2 separate regions of the Salmo salar genome follow, and region 1 is linked to region 2. The links are chromatin contacts, called in public Hi-C maps. All regions are on one chromosome and are shown on one strand. Each heading gives the region's core, a stretch centred on a gene start, on an enhancer-like site or on the middle of the called end of the contact. The rest is flanking DNA. Distances are from core to core; before and after follow the strand shown.

The links. Hi-C and Micro-C count contacts between places; a contact is called where the count stands out from the background.
Region 1: a Hi-C map of gill shows a contact between it and region 2, with 2.0 times the contacts expected there. The contact joins the promoter of LOC106612909 here to the promoter of si:dkeyp-97b10.3 in region 2. A contact is called at or near these places in 2 of 3 Hi-C or Micro-C datasets (gill and muscle).

The regions. Positions count from the first base shown.
Region 1 is chrssa09:125,557,941-125,560,683 of Ssal_v3.1, forward strand. LOC106612909 (tripartite motif-containing protein 59) reads right to left here and starts at 1,476. Exons shown (of 2, transcript XM_014214569.2): 1 at 1,419-1,476. It overlaps kpna4 (karyopherin alpha 4 (importin alpha 3)), which reads right to left. Exons shown (of 17, transcript XM_014214567.2): 17 at 1,959-2,743.
Region 2 is chrssa09:125,385,872-125,388,807 of Ssal_v3.1, forward strand. si:dkeyp-97b10.3 reads right to left here and starts at 1,536. Exons shown (of 17, transcript XM_014214254.2): 1 at 1,021-1,536. The coding sequence starts at 1,070.

The sequences.
Region 1 (2,743 bases), core at 226-2,725, 170 kb after region 2:
TGAAAGCGCCAGCTACCAGAGATCAAGACTACTAGTACTGTATTACATTGATACTGTGGGGGTTTGAAGAGCCTACTCATTTTGGTGGCAGGCTGCACTGAACTAACTGTACAAGAGCAGTTTGTTCAATTGGCACCTCAAGTTAGATTGCTCACGTGATGCTGCCCAACACCTGAGTGACACTATTCTTGTTGAAATAATATTGACAGTTTAGCGGTCTGACCAGGTCTAGAATGATATTTCGCTTAAAGGTGTTGATTAATTTGGATTTATTACGAAATTTAGGCTACAAGTGTTAACTTCCTATTTGTGCGGCACTGTTGGCAATGTACAACAATAGACATAGCTTGTAACATAGTAGCCTATAACATGGACATCGTTCACACGTAATATTTCTGGCATAAATAATATCTTAATTACCAAAATAAAAGCATTGAGACACTAAAAACGCTGCCGGAAGTTTTTGCTTTTGGAAGAAAACAGTGATGCCAGTATAGGCTGGAAAATAGAACCGAGTCAAAATTCGCCCAATGCTGAAAAATGGCAAAAGAACGTTGGCTAAGCAGGAACACTAGCGAGCCCATAGCAAATGGTGGAATCGAACGATCGCAGAGCCTGTTTTGACTGGAGTGACGCTGAATTTCGCCTAAATAGCAAATACCAAATAATTTATACCTTTTTATTTTACCACTACAATCTGTTCTTTGGACTTAAGACATAACTCATGTAGAAAGTCAACATCCGCACATTGATGGTGCCAAGTGTGCTTATGTCTGCATATCGAGGTAGGGAAAAAAGTGAACTTGACTATTTCTGGTCTAGCGATCGATGACAGCAAGAGTACGCTGCCAAACTCTAATTAGAAAGAGATCATCCTGATTAACAAATGGTGTCCGACTTAAAATAAAAAAAAAGCGAGATATTGGCTAAATAGACACATGCATACATGTCCCTATAGTGAACAATGGGATCTCAGAGTTGCATGAGGAAATGTGTTGTTTGCATTTGAACTACGAGCAACGTGGGCAGCAGGCATTGTGACGTGGAACAACAAACTGGGAATAGAACGTTCCGAATGAGAGTAGGTTCCACGGTGCTCAATAGAACTAATAGGAGCTGGCATTGTGAAACATGCCCTAAAATAAGGCATGTTTTTTCGTAATTACTTCCAACTACGGCAAGCAGCTGGGACATATGGTAATATTATGAAACTGGGCTCCACGGCGGATGCAAATAACTAGTTATCAGAAAAAAACACTGTTAAAAACGTAGTGTCCAGCCTACCAGTATCTGCCTGACACAGCTGGTTATTTGGGCTGCATTTCAACGAGGTTACTGTGCATTTTTAATCAAACTCAAAACGGTTTCAAACTTGGATCGATCATTTCAAAGTACAGTATGTTATTTTTAAAACTCACGATGCCCGGACTTCGCGAATAAGTGCAGAAGATCCCGATCCGTCCTCGGTTTGGTCCCTGACTATAGTATCTCAGTGCGCATGCGAATTACAACAGCCTATTTCCAATCATGTGCCTGCCTCTAAGAAACTTGAAATCAAGTGCACTGGTAAAGCAACCAAAAAGGTGAGATACCCAATGGCTTGACGATACTAATCTTGAAAAAACGTACACGAAAAACTTAGAAATCAATCAATCCGCCATCATTAACAAAATGGATAATCTAATATTTTATTTGATAGCCTGAGCGACCGAGAAAAACGAATTGATACAATTTATGGGCAAGTGGCAAAATCATGCAGGCTTTAGGGATGGAGGCGTGAGCATGCGTGTCTGGGTAGATAAGATGTTTATGTAGAAAAAAATATATACACTTATGCTTAACTTCTTTCACCATAGCACTGCATCAAGGACGTTATTTTTGACAAAGATATTGAAATGCCAGATCTGATCCTAAATGAAACCTCTGAGGCAACAACACAAAAAGACAGACCATACCTGTAGGTTTCACTATTTATTTTCTTGAAGACAACCTAGCCTGTAGATCCAACTCAACAGGATAACCAACTTCTTCCATTCCATTTATTTTTTTGAAACCACATCTTTGCTAACAAGGAATGCTGCTGCTGCTAAAAAAAAAAAAACCTATGTTCAACAGAAAGGAAAGATTGTGCACCTAAATGGAAAAGAGGGGGAAGGAGCAAGGGGTTGGGAGGTACTGCAAACTTGTTCATGAGTTTTAGATTAAGGAATAAGGCTCAACATGTATAATTGAGACACCTTGTCGAGGCTAGGGGGTCCAATCCCCGATACTTACCTTTCCCCAACTCAGGGGTGCCTCAACATCAGAGGCAGAACAATTATTGCCCCCCCTTAAAAAAAAATGTTTCTCAAATTCACTAAAATGGCTCAACATGAGTTGATCATGGCTACAACTGAATATAAAACAAGATTGTGGTTGGATGATGCATATTGTTGGTGTTAGCAGGTATGATTTGAGTCTAACCACACCTTTTGAACGACTTCAGGCCTCTCACTCTGCAGTACATGTGCAAAACTGTTCAGATTAATCTTCAAATCAGAAATTTAGGTCAGTAGGGGAGGGGGAGACATGTAACATTTAAAACAGCACAGTTTACAAAAAAATAATAATTACTGTGTACACAGCCTAAAGAAACAAAAAAAAAAATGTTTTAATTAACTGTGCTATAGTTTAGTACATGCAAAGGTTATGAATCGATGTTACATAACTGCCATTTTTCATTTCCCCTTATGATAAGTCAAAG
Region 2 (2,936 bases), core at 286-2,785:
ACATTTTTGTTCAGTATAATAGAATATCTATATAAATCAGCACTTCGGTGACACTCAAACCTCTTCAGTGATCTGAGCGTTGACTTGTCTAACCTGAACTCAGATTATTTCAGTCAGTGGCGAAAGGGTGTGGCATGGTGGCAAGGTGCCCAACGTGTCTTGTTTCTCAGGCAGCCTCTGGCGTGATAGAAACCAGACAACCACACGAACGATAGGCCTAGTGTTCCCCTTGGATACAAGTCACCCGATTCATATCTCTCACGTTTCACTTCCCTCGGGTTCATGGTTACTCATCACACAAACACTATTCATTATTTACGACACGAAGGAGACAATGTAGAACATTTTCTACATTTATACAACTACATTTTACGGTACGAAACATTACCACCATTGCAGTAACACGTGTGGTTATAAAAGTGATATGGGTAAAAAAAAAAAAAAAAATGTCCTTGATTATTAAGTTTCACTGGAAAAAGTCCCAATAGCCTATGTAATTCAAGATTAATCTATACCTACCTTTTGGTACATATATACTCCTATACATATACCAACAAAGCTAGATACATGCAAGTGGTTTTGCTTTCAAATTAAAAGAGAAGCTTTAACTGAGAAACCCAACATTATTGTTGCATTGGGTAGGCCTACAGAATAACATCGTTCTATAGATGTAAATCGCGGTATAGCCATAGTGCTTGGCGATGGGCATGCTTGTGTTATGATCAGTCAACAGAGCATCATGTGCTCTACAAAGCGATCATGGCGTCCCCTCCTTTCATTTTTTGGGATCTGTGTATTCAATTACATCAAATTACATGGTTGCAACTATTTGGGGTCTTAAATGTTTCTTTATAAATCGAGAACTAAGATCCAGCGAGGGTAGCAAGCAACAACAAAGCAGCTATTTCGGGATTAGACAAAACATTTCCGCGCGTATCCTTTGTCAGTGAATGCAACCTCATGCAATCATAGGCTGCTCTAAACCTCGGCGTTATTTTGCTATGTATTTATGATGCTTACCCTTCATCCAGGTGACAAGTGGCTCCGCAGCTCGCCATCTTCGCCACCATTATGTGCCCTTTGAGGAACTTTCACTTTAGGTTTTGTTTTGGTCGTTTTGCCACCTTCGTGAGGTTCCGTTATAGCACCTGCCTGTATCTCTGTCAGCAATCATCTCATTTTAAAACTATACCTTAAAGACGACGTAAAACTCAGCGCAGCCCTCGTGGTTCACTTTGACATTGTTATGATTTACACATGTTTTTGTACGCATAATCAAAACTGTTTCTATTCAATAGGTCAAATATCATTTTACGTACAAAGTAATTTCGCCAAAAACAGAGATCTCAAACAAATACACTCTCCCATAGTAGGTTTAGGCTTAGCATTTGTAACATAGGCTAGTTTACCTAATGATAATCTAAATTTGAGTTTAGGAAAAAAATATGCTGATCTTACTACCATGTTTTCAATGGATGACTCATTGTCTACAATTACAAATGATTTACAAATCGCTGCACTAGCGCAGCCCTGGAGCAATACAAGTGTTCACAAACTGCTCAGTGGGAGGAGTATATTATCCCGCCTTTTAGTTTGGGTTTTTCATCTAAACAAGACGCATGGCTCTTCTGGGTTCCTTTCCCGTCAAGGCTGATCCATGACAACTGTCTGATTACGATGGGGGGGATCAAATATGTACCATAAGGAAGATTATCTGGCCGGCCAATATTATTTAAATTATTAAAGATGACTAAAGTTTACAGCTTTCATGCTCAAATACGGCTACTGATAGGGAAATTAAGTCATCCTGCTGCCTGCGTTGTATTAGATGGTCAGAACCTTTGATATACAGGCGTTACATTGTATATATTTCTCACAGTTTGTTTGTAACATCGTATCTTTCCAAAGTAGGTCACGTCAAAAGGTCACTTTTTTGCGGGAAAATATAAACCCGTAAGGCTGCATTTCACGAAATCAACCACTAGATACCGCAATCTACAATAAAAACAAAACAAAATTGCACTATCATGTTCTGTTGCCAATGAAGGTTCCAGTCAGCTATTACTTGATCACATGCCTGGGCGTTGCCAAAAACACTACCGGGCCCCTAACATAGAAATCAGAATGTTTCAGATTAAAATAACGTACTGAACAATGTGTTATTAAATGTACTAACTATAAGCTTCTCCTGCTCTATACTACAATTGTGCAGATTCTAGTTTCCACCTTCATCCTTTGCCTATATTAACAGTAATGCAAACATTTTTGGTTCCAAAAGCGGTCTGTGTCATGAGGTTTTTATGATGCTTTATTATAAATAACTACACAATTGGTGAATTATTTTTTCATATATGGTATTATAGTCAGTTCAAATGAAGAAATTACCAATGGTCCATATTTCAGATTAAAGAATGTATAACCAATTCTTACAAACAAGGCTAACCCTCTTCTTCCCTATGCATAATTCCTACATATATGCCTAAATAACATACCAAAAATAAAATATAAATTGTGAACTATGTGAGCTGCAGGCATAAATCTGGTACCTACAGAAAACAAGCATCTGTGAAACTGCAACTGTAGTGTCAAGACATTATGTGGGCATTCCTGAGTAAGTTCAACAGGAGATAAACCATTGCAGAAAATACTCTGAAACAGTATTTTGCCCATCCCCGGGCAGGGTTGGGTAGAACAGGTTAAGGCATTTGTCCTTGTGTTTGTTCCCTGTAAATAAAACTCAGGTTACACTGCACCAAGAGCCCAGTGCCAAGCCTTCTGAGCAAACTAATTTATGTCTTTAAAGTATAATTTTCTAGCTAACTGGTTTTCAGTTGAAAGGATGGCAAGGCTGTTCAACCGGTCTTGGCACATTGTAGATCTTAGATAGTTCTTCATAAGTTTCCGCTTACTGAAGGCATGTTCACCTCCAGCAACTG